2 separate regions of the Rattus norvegicus genome follow, and region 2 is linked to region 1. The links are chromatin contacts, called in public Hi-C maps. All regions are on one chromosome and are shown on one strand. The core of a region is the stretch at or near the end of the contact, and the rest is flanking DNA. Distances in the headings are between cores, read along the strand shown. Region 1 holds the start of Mettl15 (methyltransferase 15, mitochondrial 12S rRNA N4-cytidine). Region 2 holds the start of Bdnf (brain-derived neurotrophic factor).

Region 1 (4,821 bases), core at 1,722-4,221:
CGAGATGCTCTTTAAAATAAAACATCTTAAATACCTGTAAATACTGGTTTAAAAATCAGAATACCTCTCAAGGCAAATCATTTTTGCTAACTGAAATAGTTCTTATAATACACTGAATTTAACAGCAAGTACTATTTATCAGCTCTATGGATTTCATATTGTCTAACATCAAAGGTCAAGAAAACCTTCCAATACCCAGGGTAAGAACCAAAGTGGAATGACATCACCAACAAAATTAGTTCTACTCCAATAATCCCCATTCATATTATAATGAGCAACAGTCAGCTTGGCTTTTTTGTAAAGGCAAGGCAAATGAGCGCCTACAGGAAAGGGCTGCAGAAACAGCAGAATTAGTAGCTGCTTTCTGGCCTCCAGGCAATTCATTCATTCATATTCTCTCTGTCTCTCTATCTCTCTGTGTCTCTGTCTCTGACTCTTTTGTGATCTTCAGCAACACAGGAGGGCAGTCAGGGTCGGTCTTGCCTGAGGCTAAAACTGGGCTCCAGACTGCCCAGAGAGCCTCTCAGCACAAAAGCTCCTCCCTTGACAGTAAAGCCCAGAAGTCGCACACTCACGTGTGCAGCTCAAGCAGGATACTCGGAATGTGGAATCCGGAAGGAACTTCACATTCTAGGGGCTGGACTGTGAGAGTCCTCAGTTTAAGTCTGAGAAAGGAGCAAGCTTCCTCTGGGGATTCAGAGGGAGAGCCCAGAACCTCGGTGCTGGGAAAAGCTTGCCTTGTCATGTACAGTCGGTAGCTCCGGATCCTCCCAGCCACAGTACCAAGGGGACCCTCGACCCGCATCTCCCGCCGAAAACTACTTTATCCGTTGACGTCGGATCCTCCACTCCGGTGACCCTCGAATCAACCCACGCGTCCCCAGACACAGCGTCCACCTCACTCACCTAGAAGTGACCGCGACAACTTGGCTGAGTTGGCTTCCAGGCGCTCCAAACACAGCCACAAATTCAAACCCAAGCCAGCTTCCTCAGCTATCCATTTCATTGGCTGCCGATCGGCTGACGTCAGCACGTCGGTCGTTTTCCCCGGCGTCTCGCAGTTTGGCGCCAGAGGCAGGGCCACACAGGCTGGAGGAGAAGCTGCTTTTCTGGGCGTCGCCGTGGCAACGCGCGCGGTCGTTTCCGGGAGCCTTGGCGGAGGTGGGCGGAGCTAGGGCGTCGGTGCAGGTGGGAAGCCACTACCTGGGATCTTTAGTTGTCCGCAGACCGTGGATCTGGGGCGTTATGGTCTTTGGGTGATGTGTTTCTCACAGGGCGAGAGGCGGAGTCTGCGGGCCTGTAAAAGGGCCTGGGCTATTTTGTTCTTTTTCCCTTTCTGATTAGTCAGGTTTCCAAGGATTAGGTCTCATGCTATGGAAGGTGTGGTGCCTTCATGTGGATTAATTGCAAGTGCAAGAATTCTGGTTCCAAGTCCCAAGTCTTCTTTTGTCAGGTCTTCCTGGCCTGCTCCCATTATTGTTGATTGAAAATATTTGCTATTTGACGGTATTTAACATGCACCAAGTATGACATTACAAAATAAAATCACTTAATGATATTGGCCTACGACATTATTGGATTATGTGATTCCTGTTCCAGATTGTATTATTTCTGAACGTATGCTTTAGAAAGAAAAATGCATGGAAACATGGGAAATATCTTTCCTAAGATAACTCATTTAAAATTTGGCAGGGTATTTTTTTTTTTTATATTTGTATTGTTGGCTAGGCAGGCCTTTTTTAAGTGAGTTGACATTCTCAGCCCTGTGGAAAAATTTAGTACAATCTGATTGTTGTTGTTTATATGACTCTCCATTTAGTAAGCAACTTGCAGATTTTAGGAGCATATTAGTACACACTGAGGTCAACATCCTTTCTTTCCTGGAGTTTAGATCCCTGTTAATTGAATATCACTGTAAAAATAGGATGCTATAGGGCAGAGGATCTATGTCTCTTTATGTATCTATACAATATATATACATATATATATTACTTTATTCACAAAACATATTATAAGATATAAACATATTGTTTTGATTTCATTGGGAGGAAACTGAAGCGTTAGACAAACCTCTATAGGAAATATTTGTCTTTTAAAACAAACCAATTCAAAATTCAGCTATTTGTTTTTAAAGTATTTTCTAGGTCAAGTGACTATAATATGATATTTTAATCTAATTTGAAAATATGTTCATCTTGACATCTTGAAAAATCATATTGGTAAATTATTAAATAGATATGTACATTTCATCTTTTTGTTTTGTTTGGACATCCACACCGTATAGGCTTCTTAGTGTCACAAGTGTAGCCACACCTAATCCAAATACTATCCATGTAATTTCAGTTCTGCATTGTACTTACTTTATAGCAGGGTTCCAATTATAACATCCATACTCTTGAGGAATCCCACATTTGATTAAAACGGAGAGGTTTTAACAATACAACCAATACAATTCTTGTGCAGTTGTCAACTCATGAGTTTGGCAGAAATAATAACAGGACGAGAGAACCTCATGCTTTTTAACAAAAATTAAAGAGTGGGGGCAGGCGACCGAAACTTCCAAAATGTACAGGGCTAAGAAAGTTGAAATTTCCACCTTTGGTTAGAAATTGGATGGTGTATGGAACCATTACTAAATTAATGTATTTTTGTAGTAGACAGAAAACTGAAAGTTAAAATCGCCGGACATCAAAACAATTCTTCTTTAAAAAAACAAAACAAAACAACAACAACAACAACAAAAAAAACCTAAAAAAGTTAGTTCTTAGTTTTCCAGGAAGATCTTTTGGAAACCCTTGACCCACAACACCTTTTTACAGTAGGTGCTGGGAGCTGCGGAACGAAAGGCAGACAGAACTCAGTCGCTCCGGAGGAGGGCCCGTCTGTCCGTTCTTACAAGTTTCCCCCACTCCGGACCTAGGTATATGCAAATCAGGTTCTTCCGCGTTTTAGCGTCGGGTCTGGCCCCAACTTAAAGGCTGACTGAGGACTCTTTTTGCCTCAGGTGAGGAGAAGTCCCTAGTTCGGTGCTGGAGACAGGGCTCTTTAGGTGAAAAGGTTGTGGGGAGTGAGTCCCCTCCCTGTAAGGAAACAGAAGCCCCTCCCCCAACTCCCTCGGGTGTGCTTGACAGCCTGGCTTTGGAGATCCCCAACTTACCCAGTCTTCCCTTTGAACACTGGCCAGGAAAGGCTGGGACCCTTTGTCTAATGGGTGCATTCCTCTCTTTTCCCTGTTTCCTCTCATTACCTCTCCCTCCAGCCCCCATGTCGCGTTTCTAGCCTTGAAATTAGAACAGTAGTTGTTAGCACCCTGAAGGAACTACTGTTTATCAGGCTCCAGTTTGTATTCCCACAGTTGAGAGAGTAACATGGCCGTTTTTGTGGTTTCCACTACTTCAAGGACCTTTGCCCATGTACAAAAGTTAAATGACTCACTAACAGTGCAATCTGCTGTAGAGGTCAGGTTTACTGACTGGCCGTAAATTAAACAATCTCACAACTTTGCAGAGAGATCTGTTTTCTTTGGGAGGAGACTGGGCTACAGAGAAGGAATTTCCTTTACAGTTTGCACCCAGATATTTTGAAGGCACTATCCTGACAAAGGGGGTTACTACAAATAATCAAAGGACTACAAATGAGCATTTATTCGTAACCCCTTCTTTTTGTTTACCTTGGTTATGAGCTAGTTAGTTATTTTTTTTTAAATTTGTCTTTACCTTGAACATAGTTCAATGAATGCATAAAATTTGAGTACAATAAAGAATGAAATGTTGGTGCAAACAATTTGGTGTCCATTTTTATTTGCTTTACCCCCACATTGTTTTGAGTTTTTTATTGACAGCAGTGCTTCCTTTAAAAAAAAAGAAAAGTCAAAATCTGCACGCGGGGCCCAAGAATAGCTTAAGTGTGTGTTCTTGTGAGAACCTGAGTTCAGTTCTCAGCACGCACATCCTCCTCCTTACCACGGCCTGTAACTGGAGCTCTGGGGGATACAATGCCTCGGGTCTCTGTGGGTTCCTGTATCCATGTGTAACCACAAATATGAAAATCAGTTATTAAAATGGTTGGGACATAGAGTATAGGTTGTTTAAATAGTCCAGATGCTCTTCTTTTGCCTAAACATTGTGTGTCTTTTATTGGCAATCTCACAACACTGTTACTTCTAAGTACAGGCAAAGCTCTACTTAGATGTAGTTCTAAGGTGTAGGAGTCTGTTTCCATTACAATACACTTCAAAAGATTTTATATATATATATACATATATATGCATATATACATGTATATACACACACACAGAGACATAGTTTATGTAGTGTACCTTTAAATTGCATGGTTACGTTAAATACTTCCATTGGATTATGTTATGTTATGAAGATAAAGATTTCAGGCTCGAAGATGCACTCTTGCATTATAGTTACAGTTATGGCTCAGACGATGTGGTAAGCTAATTAATTTCTTCAATTTGTAATAAAGGAATAATTACATTTAACTCCAAATTTAACTCCAAGAATTACGATAATTATCAAATGAGACACAAAGAATTTTGCTCTTAGAGCTGAATAACAGTGTTCTGATGTGCCCAGAAGAGGGCATCAGATCTCATTACAGATGGTTGTGAGCCATGTGGATGCTGGGATTTGAACTCAGGACCTCTGAAACAACAGTCAGTGCTCTTAACTATCTCTCCAACCTCCACAGAACTTATTCTTAAATAATTCTTAATCCACAAGGAAGGCAGCGTAGTGCCAACTGGGTATTTCCAGTGGAAGTATTACAAACATTGTTTGAAGCTACTTGGGTGAAACATAGATGGGTTCATTT
Region 2 (4,821 bases), core at 1,028-3,527, 420 kb before region 1:
CATCCAAACCTTATGAAAAATCAGGGAACGGCAGTAATTATTTTTAAAACTCCCTAATGTTATTCCATCCTCTGTGCACCCGATTAAGCCTATTATGTGTAACAGCTTGAACCGCTCTTGTTCTAGCCTCAGATACCTCCGACCTGAAAATAGTGTCGCAATCTTAGAGGGGCCCGGATGCTTAGAAGAATCAAACCCGTAAATAAAATAAATAAATAAATAATGCAGCAAAAGAAAACAAAACAAAATCAATTATAGGCTCAAAATGGGTTTTGACCTTATAACTAATGTATAAAAGAATCGATTTTTGAAGAAGAATTAAAAGAGGGGTATATTTTCAGTAAGTTGATCCAGTTGTTGGGAAGGGGGACTCATTTAGCCATTTATATACAATTAGATTACAATGACTGTTCTTAATCACACACCGTTTAAAAAAAAAAAGAAGGCTTAATAAACTTCTAGAAGGCTTAATAAACAGGCAGAAATATGCTTCTAGCCAAGAGCATCCTGAACTCTTGTGAGAGAGGAAAAAAGTTCATTGGTTGTTGTTGACGCTGAAGAGCGCGGATATTTCAGGATGCCAGGAAGACCCTCAAGTAAGTTCCAGAAAAGCCCAGCACCTCGTCAATGTTATTTCTCAAAGCACTCCGGCAACTCAAGGAAAGAAACGTAACAAGTTAAAATTCCGAACCCAACCGCACATCTCAGGAAGCTGGTTCGGAACACCATTCAACAAGTTTTTCCTCACAACCCCCTTAAAGACCAGCAAAACTGCCCCTAAAACATTTCCCCACCCCCATCCGACGAGCCCCAGTAGCTACTCTTGCCAGTGTGGCCAGAAGAGGGCACCCTCTACCTTCCTAGCTCAGCTCTCCTGGCCCTCTTCTCCCTCTTCTTTGGATCCTCCCTCTCTTCCTCCGGCTCCCCCAACCCCCAAGTCCCCATACTCCGTTTCCTAGTCCAGGCTCCACCCCCAACTCACGAATTGTTTTCACTAAAACACCAGTTCAAACCCACAGCCTGTGGCTCAACCCCCAGAAGCCCCGGGGGAACCCCCCGGGCAGCATTTTCCCCTTCTTCCTTGTCATCAAGCACAAAGCTGGCATCCTCAGCTATTTCTTTTTACGCTTAGGTCGCTCATCCATTCCCCATCCTGTTCCAGCATCTCCAGAAACCAAAACCAGACTCTTCATCCTCCACAGACACCCAATCTACTCCCGGATGAAAGTCAAAACTTTCACTTCCTCTGGAGGATGCCTAAAGAGGTGCGCTGGATGGACAGAGAGGGTCGGATACAAGCTGTGGGACCTGGAGTTCCGCAGACCCTTTCAGGTCCCAGTGACAAGAATGATCCCAAGTTCCTAGTTATGTTGACCTTGGACTTGTAAGAAGCTTTGGTAATACTCCCTAGAAAGCAGGTGACAGTGAACAGCCTGTTGTGATACCCAGGAAAAGAGATGAGGGCAGAGGGCGCCAAGACCCATTCTCGGACTACACTACACACCACCCCGGTCCAAATCTGCGTGGAGAGTGCCTAGCCTGTGGTAAGGGATCTCATCCCAGCCCAGACTCGGTGCCTTCCGTCTGAGCCCCCGACAGCTGTTGCCCTACATCTCTCTCACCACCCTTCCTCGTCTGCGGGAGGACTTCGGGGATCCCCGGGACGCAGGCTTTGCTCCCATGGCGCAAGTCGTCCTCTTCCCTTGGCTTTTTCTCTCGCACTGAAGGGATTCCCGGGGTCGCGCTGTCTCTCGGGGTCGTGGGCTCCCGGGAGAACGCTCCTCAGGAGCAACCCCGCCCTCCGCTGTCCCGGGACGAAGGTGAAGCCGAAGTTATGCGGTCCCACAACTTCTCAGTCCCCTAGCCAACTTTCCCGGGCGCACGCGCCTCCAGCTCTCGCGCTTAGCCCCACGCCCCGCAGTCGCCTACCTCAGGGTCCACACAAAGCTCTCGGATCCCCGGCAGTGGAGTCACATTGTTGTCACGCTCCTGGTCCCTGCGCCCTGCCCTGGGCCCCGTGCGCTTTCTCGTCTGCCCCAAAGCAGCGGTGGCGAGCTGAGGGAACCCGGTCTCATCAAAGCCTGCCAGGCGGAGGTGGCGCGCCGCCCCAGGCGGTTTCCTTCTCCAAGCCGGGGAGTCCCGGGCGCAATGGGGACCGTGCGACAGCCAGCCAGCGGGTGCGCCCCGGCGCGGCGGCAGCGGCGGGCACCCAGAGCTCAGCCAGCGCCAGGCACTGGGGTCAGACATTATTTAGCTCTTCGGTTGAGCTTCGATTGGTCAGACAGCGCCGCCCCTATCCCCTCCCTGCTCAGCCGCGCCACCGATACCCATTCGGGGCGGCTGCTTAAAGGGGACGACGCGCCTTTTCCTTGCCGGGATTCAGCCCTCGGAAGCCCTTGGGGTATCCCTAATTCCCCTGCACCGGCTTCTGTCCATTTCCCCGGAACCAGCTGCTTAACCCCAAAGCTCTATGCCTGCCCTCTGCTGTCTCCGCAGGGTGCCCTGGGCTAGGAGGGGTGGTCCAATTCCGGTTCCTAGGAACCCTACTCCCCTCAATGTGCCCCAGAGTAGGAGGGAACAAGTGTGACTACCACGCTCCCAAATCTTTCTCCCCTGGTTTGCAACTCTCCCCATCTTTCCCATCCCAACACCCAAGTTCTGTGGGAGAGGGCGTGCATCCCCCCGCCCCTGCCCCAGACACACCTTCCCGCACCTTCCCGCACCACAGAGCTAGAAAAAGCGAACACACAATGAAACTACACAGAGTGTGCGGGGTTATGGTTTACTCCGCTACCTTAAACACATCAGCTTAACCAGAGTTCGCGCCCTGACCTCTCCGGAGTTTGCCTAATAGAATTCAATCAAGATAATAACAGTATTTTTTATTAATGAATAACCCCGGATAGCATTACATCAAGTTACCGCTTCTAGCCGGGAAGCCTAGGCAGTAACAGACCTCACTAAAGCCATATGCTTCCCAGCAGACCAAGGGGGGCGGGGGGGTGAGGAAAGAGAAAGAAAAGAAACCCACCTTTTTCAGTCACTACTTGTCAAAGTAAACATCAAGGCAGCTGCTCTGGGGAAGACCGGTCCCCAAGGTTCTAGACTCTTACTATATATTTCCCCTTCTCTTCAGTTAAAAGGGGGAGGGGGGCGAGTCTTTGGTGGCCGATATGTACTCCTGTTCTTCAGCAAAGAAGTTAAATTATTGATAGTGGAAATTGCATGGCGGAGGTAATACTCGCACGCCTTCAGTGAGAAGCTCCATTTGATCTAGGCAGAGACTGGGAGATTTCATGCTAGCTCGCCGGGGGTGGGTGGGGGGAGCGGCAGCGCGAGCAGTCCTCTCCTCGGTGAATGGGAAAGTGGGTGGGAGTCCACGAGAGGGCTCCACGCTGCCTTGACGTGAGCTGTCATATGATACCTCCTCTGCCTCGAAATAGACACTCTAGTGCACGAATTACCAGAATCAGAATTCCGCGCATTTAAAATGATACATCTTTTATTAGAAGAATTCCGTTCCAGGGCATTGCATGCTTTGTAGACGTTTCCACTTCCAGTCCTAGCGAACTCACGCACACAGAAGCCAAACCTTTCATCATCTAGGCAGCAACAACACATTTTTTTTTTAAATCTTTAACCAAAATTTAGGGTGAGGGGTGGGTGGGGTTGGGTGAGTAGCTCCCTGAGCCCCCTTCCTATGGGGCAGTGAGGGGTCTTTGGGCCGGTTTTCTTTTCTTTTTTCTTTCTTTCTTTCTTTCTTTTTTTTTTTTTTTTACTTGTGGCTAAGAGATCAGTTACATGACTGGTTTCTGGAGGACTATTTTCATTTAGCTGTATGGTAAACTCTGCCAAGCTGTCTACCTGGATTCTTGCTTTGGTAAACGTTGCCCCTCTAATCCAGCCAGTAAGTAAAGGCTAGGGCAGGCCTTCACTTATTTATTTTAGGGAAAAGAAAAAAAAAAGAACAAGAGGGCAGTATTGAGCATAGTGTCACAGCCTCTTGTTAACATAATCACCTGTCTGAAGAGTGAAAGGGAGGTTCCTTCTTCTAAGGCTAGCCTTTAGTATGGCTGAGGCAGTGCCCAGGGATTAGCATTTTAATAAGCAATCCCTTTACAGACAATTTCAAGTCACCATGGAAGACTGACATGTGTGATTCATAGAGGAGGCAAAAATGAGTCTTGGGGACGCACCTCAACTTCTGTGGGTCTGTGTATGTGAATGTGCATGTTTGCAGAATCTAAACGACTTAATCATTATTAAGGCATTGCTGTCTGACTATCTCTAAATGCTTAAACATTAAATTTGCCGGAGGAAAGGAAGTGTGAACATTCCCTTTCCCAGACAGTTGGTGGTTACCAAGAATGGTAGTGTTGTATACTGAGATTCATTTATCTAAGGGCTGATCTTAATAAAGTGGACTTACTAACATTTGCTATTTGACAGCTTCTAAAAACTGACAGAAATCATTTCTGTTTTATAAGTGAAGAACTGGAGATTCAATACCTCATAATAATTCAACCAAGTGCACATACATACCAGAGATTCACCTCCAAAGACCTCAAAAACTCAAGCTAGAAATACCCCCTCCTTCTACTCTTTGCCCTTCAGTAAAGGGAAATCATCAGAATTCAAGATCCCCCAGAGTCCCTTTATAAACTGTTGGTTTGGATAGTCTAGTTATTCAAATATATGCACACTCTCGGAATGTCACTCACAGTTAGCTTTGCCCCTCTGACAAGTTGGTGGAGCCTGAGATCAATACAAAGGATTCGACAGCCCAGATGTGGGAGTTTACTGTGGCATACCTAATCTATA

What was found. A called contact is a pair of places that touch in the nucleus more often than the background predicts.
Region 2: a contact with region 1 is called in a Hi-C map of the A7r5 cell line, with 5 times the contacts expected there. The contact joins the promoter of Bdnf here to the promoter of Mettl15 in region 1. A contact is called at or near these places in 2 of 12 Hi-C or Micro-C datasets (the A7r5 cell line and Schwann cells) and 1 of 1 datasets of contacts at active chromatin or transcription factors (oligodendrocytes).

Annotation. Positions count from the first base shown.
Region 1 is chr3:116,215,245-116,220,065 of GRCr8, reverse strand. Mettl15 (methyltransferase 15, mitochondrial 12S rRNA N4-cytidine) reads left to right here and starts at 2,971. Exons shown (of 5, transcript NM_001024981.1): 1 at 2,971-3,004. It overlaps Kif18a (kinesin family member 18A), which reads right to left and starts at 1,059. Exons shown (of 16, transcript NM_001137642.1): 1 at 907-1,059. The coding sequence starts at 1,006.
Region 2 is chr3:116,636,408-116,641,228 of GRCr8, reverse strand. Bdnf (brain-derived neurotrophic factor) reads right to left here and starts at 2,277. Exons shown (of 2, transcript NM_001270630.1): 1 at 1,930-2,277. The coding sequence starts at 2,247.